Linked DNA regions of Mus musculus: regions 2 and 3 are each linked to region 1. The links are chromatin contacts, called in public HiChIP or PLAC-seq maps. All regions are on one chromosome and are shown on one strand. The core of a region is the stretch at or near the end of the contact, and the rest is flanking DNA. Distances in the headings are between cores, read along the strand shown. Region 1 has its middle 90 kb from the start of D030024E09Rik. Region 2 has its middle 38 kb from the start of Gm24696. Region 3 has its middle 170 kb from the start of Gm24696.

The links. HiChIP or PLAC-seq counts read pairs in DNA pulled down with a chosen protein or histone mark.
Region 2: an HNF4G HiChIP or PLAC-seq map of pancreatic cancer cells shows a contact between it and region 1. The contact joins two enhancer-like sites. A contact is called at or near these places in 1 of 484 Hi-C or Micro-C datasets (CD4 T cells), 1 of 115 datasets of contacts at active chromatin or transcription factors (pancreatic cancer cells) and 1 of 9 other capture datasets (embryonic stem cells).
Region 3: a FOXA1 HiChIP or PLAC-seq map of pancreatic cancer cells shows a contact between it and region 1. The contact joins two enhancer-like sites. A contact is called at or near these places in 1 of 484 Hi-C or Micro-C datasets (uterus) and 2 of 115 datasets of contacts at active chromatin or transcription factors (CD8 T cells and pancreatic cancer cells).

What each region holds. Positions count from the first base shown.
Region 1 is chr15:61,863,297-61,866,135 of GRCm38.p6, reverse strand. No RefSeq gene overlaps it. Among named protein-coding and RNA genes, the nearest start is that of D030024E09Rik, 90 kb to the right of the region's middle. Within about 2 kb of position 1,410, at least 13 of the 459 cell types and tissues checked have an H3K27ac peak or open chromatin away from gene starts, as enhancers often do. A contact at or near this core is called in pancreatic cancer cells, where this site is marked.
Region 2 is chr15:61,394,389-61,397,227 of GRCm38.p6, reverse strand. No RefSeq gene overlaps it. Among named protein-coding and RNA genes, the nearest start is that of Gm24696, 38 kb to the right of the region's middle. Within about 2 kb of position 1,492, at least 51 of the 459 cell types and tissues checked have an H3K27ac peak or open chromatin away from gene starts, as enhancers often do. A contact at or near this core is called in pancreatic cancer cells, where this site is marked.
Region 3 is chr15:61,531,433-61,534,271 of GRCm38.p6, reverse strand. No RefSeq gene overlaps it. Among named protein-coding and RNA genes, the nearest start is that of Gm24696, 170 kb to the right of the region's middle. Within about 2 kb of position 1,336, at least 64 of the 459 cell types and tissues checked have an H3K27ac peak or open chromatin away from gene starts, as enhancers often do. A contact at or near this core is called in pancreatic cancer cells, where this site is marked.

The DNA of each region.
Region 1 (2,839 bases), core at 161-2,660:
AGGGGGAGGAGGAGGGAGGGGGAGGGGGAAGGAGGGGGATGAGGAGGAGGAGGAAAGAGAAGAGAAGTAGAGGCCGGCCATGAGCATGTGGCAAGATGGAGGAAGGGAGGGGGAAAGCAAAGAGCAAGGGAGCAAGAGAGGAGCAAGAGAACAGGAGAGAGAAACAAGGGCTGGTTTTGATTCTTTAAGCCTCATTTCCTTTCTTTGATGCTCTTCAAGGCAGAGGCACATTTACCTTTGCTCATCCTCTCGTGTGCCTCGTGTACAGGTTTATGCACCACTTCTGGAAGATTAGCTGCCATATTGCATGTGCTGCCATATGCTCCATCTTGCCCACAAAATAGCCCAGCTAATCATCACCAAACGACCCACAAGAACAGGGTCATGATCCTCATTTTACTAATGGAAGAACAACTGCAGTGGGATTGGGTTTTACCCACACTTGTGCAATAACTAATGGAGCTCAGCCTTGCCTTCAGGTCTGTTAGACTCTTCAGGAGAGTTGGAATTTTATGAGTTGTTTTACTTGTATTCCTCACCTACCAGCACTAGGTGGGAGTGACTTTAAAACTCAGTCTGTGCTTTGTTCTCCTTGTATTACCAATACCCAATGGTGTCAGGCGAAAAGGAGGTTCTGGAGTCTGTTGAATGGCTCAAGGATTAGTGGTGGCCATTAAGAATGCTGACAACAAATGGCATCAGAAACACTGAGCAGGGGAGCCAGTGTGCTTTCAGCATGGATGTAGCAGTTCTGGGAATCTTCTGGAAGAATTAGCCTGCATGGTAAGCTGTTTGGGGGCAGTTTGGTCTGAATGAGCAGAAATCACAATAAGGAGAGGATGAAGCCATTGACAGGCATCTGATGGTCTTGTTTAATAGGGAATTGGAGGTGATGCACCAAAGGTCTCATAGCTGAGAACTCTTCCTGCTTCAGGTCACCGCCTTTCTTTCATGCAGACATTGCCCCATCACCTCCTTGCAACAGTCGATTTTCTTGGCTCACAGGTATGTCTAGGAAACCTGAAGCTCTAGTTAGAAATGCTGATACCCAGTTCTGTTGCCCCTCTGGGAACATCCCACCAACCCTGTGTGAGCCATCAACAACCATGTCTCTTTTTCTTTAAGCACAATTTCTTCTTTTTAAGAGAGTGAAAGTAAATAAATTACAGTGTACGTTTGGGGAATGTTAATTGGCTTCATGATCTTGGGTAAACTGCTTAACTTCATTGGTCATCAGAATATTGTTCTGCTAAATGGAAGTGCTGGACATAATAGCTACCCCTCAATGCCGTTCTTATCTGATGGGAACATGAACACTTCATTTCTCAGTCTCTCCAGCAGACTGTGGCTGTGTGACTAATTTGGGCCATTGTGCTTTTCGCTCAGCAGGTGAGTCATGTGGCAGTCCTGAGAACCCTCAAGAAGACTCAGACCCCACGCAATATTTACATCCCAAGGCAAGAATGTTCAGGGTTCCATCTTGGGTAATGACATGGTGGCTGAAGGCACTGGGTAACACGGATCCAAATACCCTGTTAGGATGAAATGACATTATGTCTTATTTACAGTTTTTATTACTTGGAGCTTATCCTCTTTCTAATGTATTAGCTATTTCCTAAATGTGTTTAGTGATAACACAATCTGAACCTATTATGTAAAAGAGATTCCCAGGCCTCACCCTAAAAAATTCCTAGTAAGTAGGTTGAAGGTGGGGTGCAGGACCTGTATCTTTAACAAGTACCCAGAGGGTGATTTTTGTGACTATGCAAGTTGGAGAAACACCAAGCCAGATAACATCAGATGCCCTCCACCTTCTGAAGCAGGAAGGTGTCACGTCTTTTTATTTGGGTGTGTGTGTTTATGCTTTTGTGGCTTGCTTACTTTTAAAATCCCTCCCAACCCACACAGCAACAATATATAAAGTGCTAGGATATGGGGATGGAGAAAATTTTGGACTATCTGCCTGCTGAAGTTCTGGTGACAAATTAAGTCTGGAACTCAAGTCAAACAGCCAAGGAGAAGATGAAGAATCCCATACATCAATAAGCCTTGGTGAATAACTAAGTTTGGATGTGAAGAAGATGCAAGTAATTGCCAGGTCTCTGTGGTTTAGGCAGAGAGATAGAGGGGTGAACTTTTCAAGCAGTGTATATGGTCAGGAGAAATGTGTAGGTAAGATGTAGGTACAGGCTAAGAACGCACTGTTTTGAGATGACCATGGCAAAGTTGTCTGGATCAGAGATCAGTTTTTAAGCTGCAGATCCCTATGTTATGTCTGATTTGTGGGTGATGTCAGATGATAGTAGACTAAGGAAACACTTTGGGCAGAGTGTTATCCACTTACAATTTCCAGTAAATGTTAGGTTATTGGGACTAATTTACCTTAGGAACATTTTGAGATAATAATATAGTTACATTTTCCCCCTTCCCTTTTCTTCATCCAAATCGTACTACAACCCCTTCTGCTCCTTCAGACGTATGGCCTCTTTTTACACCTTTCCCAATCTTAGCATGGGACATCCTTAGCATGTCCATTGTTGTCAACCTTGTTCAGCTCATATTTCTATGGTCATGTTGGTGGGCCTTTACAGATATAGTTTCTGATGTTACTAGGAGACCCAATTGAGTTGCCATTTTTTGTGTGTGTGATTATTCTTTTTTCCTATCAAGAAGACTGATGAAGGAACCTGTCTTTAGAAGAGTTAATAGGCCCATTCATAAGTTCATTCACTCTCTCACTTATTGATTAATCGAGAGTGAATATGCTTTCTACTCTTCCTTCTAATGAAAGAAATATACTTTCTAATATGTACAAAGATCTGAGGATGAAACATGAAAA
Region 2 (2,839 bases), core at 243-2,742, 470 kb after region 1:
GCTTTCAGAATCTCAAAAGAAAACTTGAACATCATTACAGTAGACTCAGAAATGCTCTAGGCAATGAACTCTGGCACTTATACTATCGTCTGCCATTGACTACAGCGTAAAGCCTCAACTGCTTTACTCTTAGTATACTCAGAGTGTTACAGAGATAAAGTTACCTGCTCAGCCAACTTCACTACATTGCTATGAAACTACTGAGAAATCAGAGACAGCACAATGTCACTAAGTTACTGTTAGGGTATGGATATCTTAGCCTCTTAATAAAACACTAAACCTCTTTCCTTTTTAAATAAAACGTTCTCATGTATTTCAGACTGGCCTCTACTTCTAATCTATCTCCACTTCCTGAGTGCTGAGATTATTGGTGCATGCCAGAATGTCTGTTTTTATGTGGTGTTAGGTATGGAACGCAGGGCATCATACATGTTATGCAAACACTCTACAGACCACATTACATATCTAGCAAGATTAAGTTTTCTAAGGATGTCGTGGGACATTTTTCTTTATTCATGCAGAGGTATATGAACTATCTTTACAGTAACATATTGGTCATCAGGAAGTTTCCGATAGGGTGGCAGAAAAAGGAAATTGGTGGGTTAAAGAATAAACCACCAACAAAAGAGTACACATGGGGGAACTCATGGCTCCAGATGCATATGTAGCAGAGGATGGCCTAGTCGGTTATCAATAGGAGGAGAAGCCCTTGGTCCCATGAAGGCTCTATGCCCCAGTGTAGGGAAATGCCAGGGCCAGGAAGCAGGAGTGGGTGGGTTGGTGAACAGGGGGAGGGGATAGGGTTTTTTTTGGAGGGGAAACTAGGGAAGGGAATAACATTTGAAATGTAAATAAAGAAAATACCTAATTAAAAAACAGCAAAAAAAAAAAAGAATTGTTAAGAAAAACAAATAAGAATGTTGTTAAAATTGAATATTCTTTTTCTTTTATGTGTGGGTACCCATACATGAGACTTTACAGGGTGCACATCCATGACAGATCCCAAGTCCAGACTGTCATGGCAAAAAGTTAATGATGAACTGAAGGAAAACTCTGGGATTAGAGGAAGAAGATGTGGCCCTAAATTTTGCACAGATCTTTAGAAACTGTATCCAAATTGAGTGACTTTATTTTCTGGCCTTCATTAGATTGTCATGATGAAAACAGGTTTTGGAAGTAATGTCTCTAGTAGAGGCTGTCCCTCTCATGACCTTTCTTACACAAAAGTTTTCACGATAGCTTTTAACCAGTGTTGCCTTTCCCCTCCTTCTCTGTCTATTCTTCTGTTGCTTTAGTGATTCTAGTAAGCTGAGTTTTCTTCCCCTCACCCCAAATCATCCTGACTACTTGAGGACATTTCTTCTCCTTATGCTGAAAATCCCCAAGAAGTAAATGGAGGGTCTTACCAGCAAGATTTACATAGTGTTACTTGGTTTCTGCCTTGGGAGCTAATGTGACAGGAAGTGTTTGAATGAGCTGTGCTGTCCTTACAGAGGCTCAGACTGGATCCAAGAAGAAAAAAAAAATGTGGTCAAACTAAACAAACAAACGGCTCACTGGAGAATGGGAAAGAAAAAAAAAAAGAAAGAACTGGCCGCTTGTTCTTTTTCTAGCTAATGAATTGAATTGATGCAGGAACTTCATCGTGTTCTCAGGGAAATCCTGTTGGCTGGGTCTCACTCCTCAGAACTACTAAATTTAGGTCACAGCTCAGTGGAGAACAATTACAGATCCTTAATAAAAGATAATTTACCCAGTGACAGCCAGCAAGACAGCTGGGCAGGCGTTCTTATTTTCTTGCTAATGTTGTGGGGGCTGGGGACCCTGTGTCGGGCTACGTGTTGACAGAAGGTTATGTTCTGACCTTGCACATCCGTTGGCTCATCTGCAGTGTGGTGTATGCCACCCCAAGTGATCCGAATGACTGAAAGCTACCCTGTATGGTTTTCTCTTCTCTTAGCCCCCTCCCCCCTTTAGTTTTTAATTTAGTTTTATAGTTTATAATCAGAGTCTCATGTAGACCAGGTTGGCCTTAAATCTTCTCTGTATCCCTGAAAATCTGATCTTGCCTTTACTCCCCAAGTTCTGAGATTTTAGGTGGGTACCTCCACGGCCAGTGTATGCACTGCTAGAAATCAAGCCAGAGAGCTTCGTGCAACATTGAGTTTTCTGCATCATGCTACAGTGAAAAGAAGCTGAGAAAGGACAGTTATATAGTGCAGGAAGAAGGAAGTAAGAAGGCATATTGTGCCTGCTTTTGAGTTCCTGGCACTTACCCGCCTAGCTTTCCTTCCATGTACTGCCTCTGCTCTTAAACCATGCTGGGTCTCCCGAAGGCGTTCACATCCTTCACTGTCTATGTCCTTGTTAACTCTTCTCCCTAATCTCTCCCCCCTTTGAATAGTCCATTGCTGATTTAAAACTTAGGCTATTTGTAATCTTTTTTTTTTTTTTTTTGAAACTTTCCTGTCACTCTTCAAGACATGATGTGACATCTTCATGTGCCTTGCCTTGATGTTCTTCATTAGAATGCTACCGGTCAAGTACAGACTATGCCATCATATTTTTGGTGTCTAGGATCATAAAACATCATGTTCTTGGTGTCTCGGTATAACACACTGCATTGAAGTCTCAGTCCTAATGACGTCTTGTTCCTGAACACAATAGGCATTCCCACGTGATACTCTCCCAATGTTAGCTGAATGCTTCTCTTTTCTGAGAGTTCTCTAGGAATTGTGTGCAATGGATTTTGACCATTATCATGTTCATACTGTGATCTCATTCCAGATGTATTCCCCAGTCCCTACCCACCCAACACTGTATTTGTCTTTTGAAAAAC
Region 3 (2,839 bases), core at 87-2,586, 330 kb after region 1:
TTGAAAGTCCATTGCTATCATCTTTGTCCATCCTTGTTCATTTCACATTGGACAGTCAGGTTGGTTAGATCTTTTGAGTGTAGCTTCTGATGTTGCTAGGAGATAGCACCTCACAGCCAATAAGGGAGTGATTCCAGTTCAGATGTGGGGAGCAAACTCAGAAAGCAAAGCAGGGGACATAGAGAACAGTTACACACAAAGGACGAATGTCCTGACACAGGAAGTGGCACAGTAGAAATAGTACGAGTGAAAAAAATGTCTCTTCAAAAAGACTGTTAAATAAAATTAATGATGGTGATCTGGCTGGAAGGAGACAATGCTGTTCTACAAGAGAAGAATGGAACCTCTTTCATTTAAGCACTGCCTGCCTATGTTTCTGAGTGCCATCTGATACACTACCAGTGTGAAATGGTTCCAAAGAGCAACCACCAAATCTATTCAGGACATTGATAGATTAATAGATTAATAGAAACTATCTAAGATATTACATAAAAGTTTTTCATATTCTGAGATGCAGAAATTATTAGGAGTAAAGATGGCCTGCATGCTTTTTTTTTTAATCTGACCACAAAGCAGTTAATGTGTGGTTAGCTCTGAGGTCTCACATCTGAGCTATTGTTGAGACAAGTTAATTTCTCCTGTTTCTAGAACATTCCTGTAAGTTCTTCTTCAGTCTCAAATACAGGGCAAAATGAAAGCCAAACAAAACAACAAACAAACAACAACAAAACCAAAAACCTAAAACAAAGAAAATCAGTTTCTCGTCTTGAAGAAGAAGCCAGCACTGAACTCTACAGGGTTCAGTGAATCTATGTGTATCAGACACAGCTGAACATAAATTATCTATTAACTTTTGATATAATCCTGATTTTTCCAACGGTGTGATAACTCACAGCAGTCCTCTACTACATTGCCAGAATCACACAGCCAATAAACATCAGAACAGGATATAACCCCAGCCCATCTATCTGAGCCACCCATGCATTTAAAGAGCCTGCCTCATCATGTCCTAACACAGGACAAGCATGCTGCCTCTTCTGTATGTCCTTTTTCCATGTCCCACCTTCACATTCAGTGCTGGCCCAGAACTTGTGGTATTACATTAAGATACGGCCAGGAAGGGTCATAGGTGAGAGAAGAGCAATCCCACACCTACCCGTTTCTACAGCTGCACTGTTTCTTCCTTCAGATGAAGTTCGTGCTGTTATATAAAAGGAATGTTACCCAAATGCCTCCAGCATGAGTTTCCTTTTAAAGGAGAAATAGAAGAATGAGGCGTTTGGTTTTCCTTTGTTTGCCTGTAGCACCTATGTTAAGAATTTGTCCTTAAACCATGACTCACTCATTCTTGGAGCGAAGTACAAGGAAGTGAACAGATATAATACTTCTGTGAGATGTGGGCTTGAGCTTGTGTGGGAAAGATTGAACTGGGACCGTTAAGGCAACGTTTCATTCAAAACCCACCAATCCACCCCACCCTGCCCCTTCCCCAACAGTTCCCAACATGACTGTTGTTCCAGAAGGCCCATTTTCGGTCTTGCATGACTATCAAATATTCAGACAAGTGATATCTAGTTCCTTTGTATGTGGTTGCTTGCTGGATTGTTAAGGTTTATAATTATTAACTGAATCATTGGCTAGTTGTTCAGTAGGCAGTTGGATTGGGAATAGTTATTTACAGAACAAAAGCAGATGGCAGGACAAGTAGTTTAGATAGAGTGCAGGGTATATAAGCTTGAAAAGTATTGAGTTTTTGCAGATGGCATGGCATTAAGCTTTCAACTTAACCCACTGCATTTTAATTCCCTCGCTCTATAAGTGCATATGCTACCGGTAGAAAAGATCCTGTTAGAATACCAAGATCCCAGTTCTCAGTATATCAAGAACCATTCTAGAAAGTGACCCATTTGGGCAACTCCTAGCCCCCGACCTCTTCATCGCCAGCAATGTGGCTGCCTAGAAACTTCTCAGTGTAATTCACTGGCAACAGGGAGTTCCATGAATACCAGTGAGTCATCCTGCTGGCTACTGTGATCCACAAGTGGGATGCCTAGGTGCTCAGGATGTTTGCTTTGGAAGGAACTCACCCAAAGAATTTCTTTCCTTTGCATGAGACAATGAAGAGTGGGAAGTCACTCTGGGTGTGATTGTTTATCTCTCTTCTTTTATATCCATTGTTTAATTCCTGTGAAAATGCAAGTCCTGAAGCAATGAAAATTTAAGAATTTAGGAGGACCCTATAGAGAACAAAAATTTCAGTTGCCTGTGCTTATCCACTCATGAGGTCCTAATGTTCATTAAAAAACAAAAAAACAAACAAAAAAAAAACAAAGAAAGAAAGAAAAGAGAAGAGAAGAGAAAAGAAGAGAAGAGAAGAAAAGAAAAAGGCATCCTGAACTTCCTGCAAATTCTTGGCTTACACTGGAAATCAGTGTTATCACCCAATAGTGCCTGGTTATCAAAATGATACAACCCATGAATACTTCAATACCCTCCTGATTTCTGAATCAAGACTCAACAATACCACTCCCACTTGCACCACCGTCACGACCACCATCAGTACTACCACCACAAAAACCTATCACCAAGTAACATGTAAGTACCAAGTAACACAATAGCCAAAGGGAAATAGTTCAGACACAATTCTTTTATGTAGCAAAATGATTGGTGTGTCTTACTCTGTGGCTCAAGACTATCAGGGAAGTAAACTAATACTGATGTAATTCTCCCTCATTTCATTCATCGCCACAGACTGGGCAATCTCCCATGGCCAGCTGAATTCAAGCTTAGGAAACCGAGAGGCCCAGGTAGACTGCACTTTTTCTTACTCATATCCATT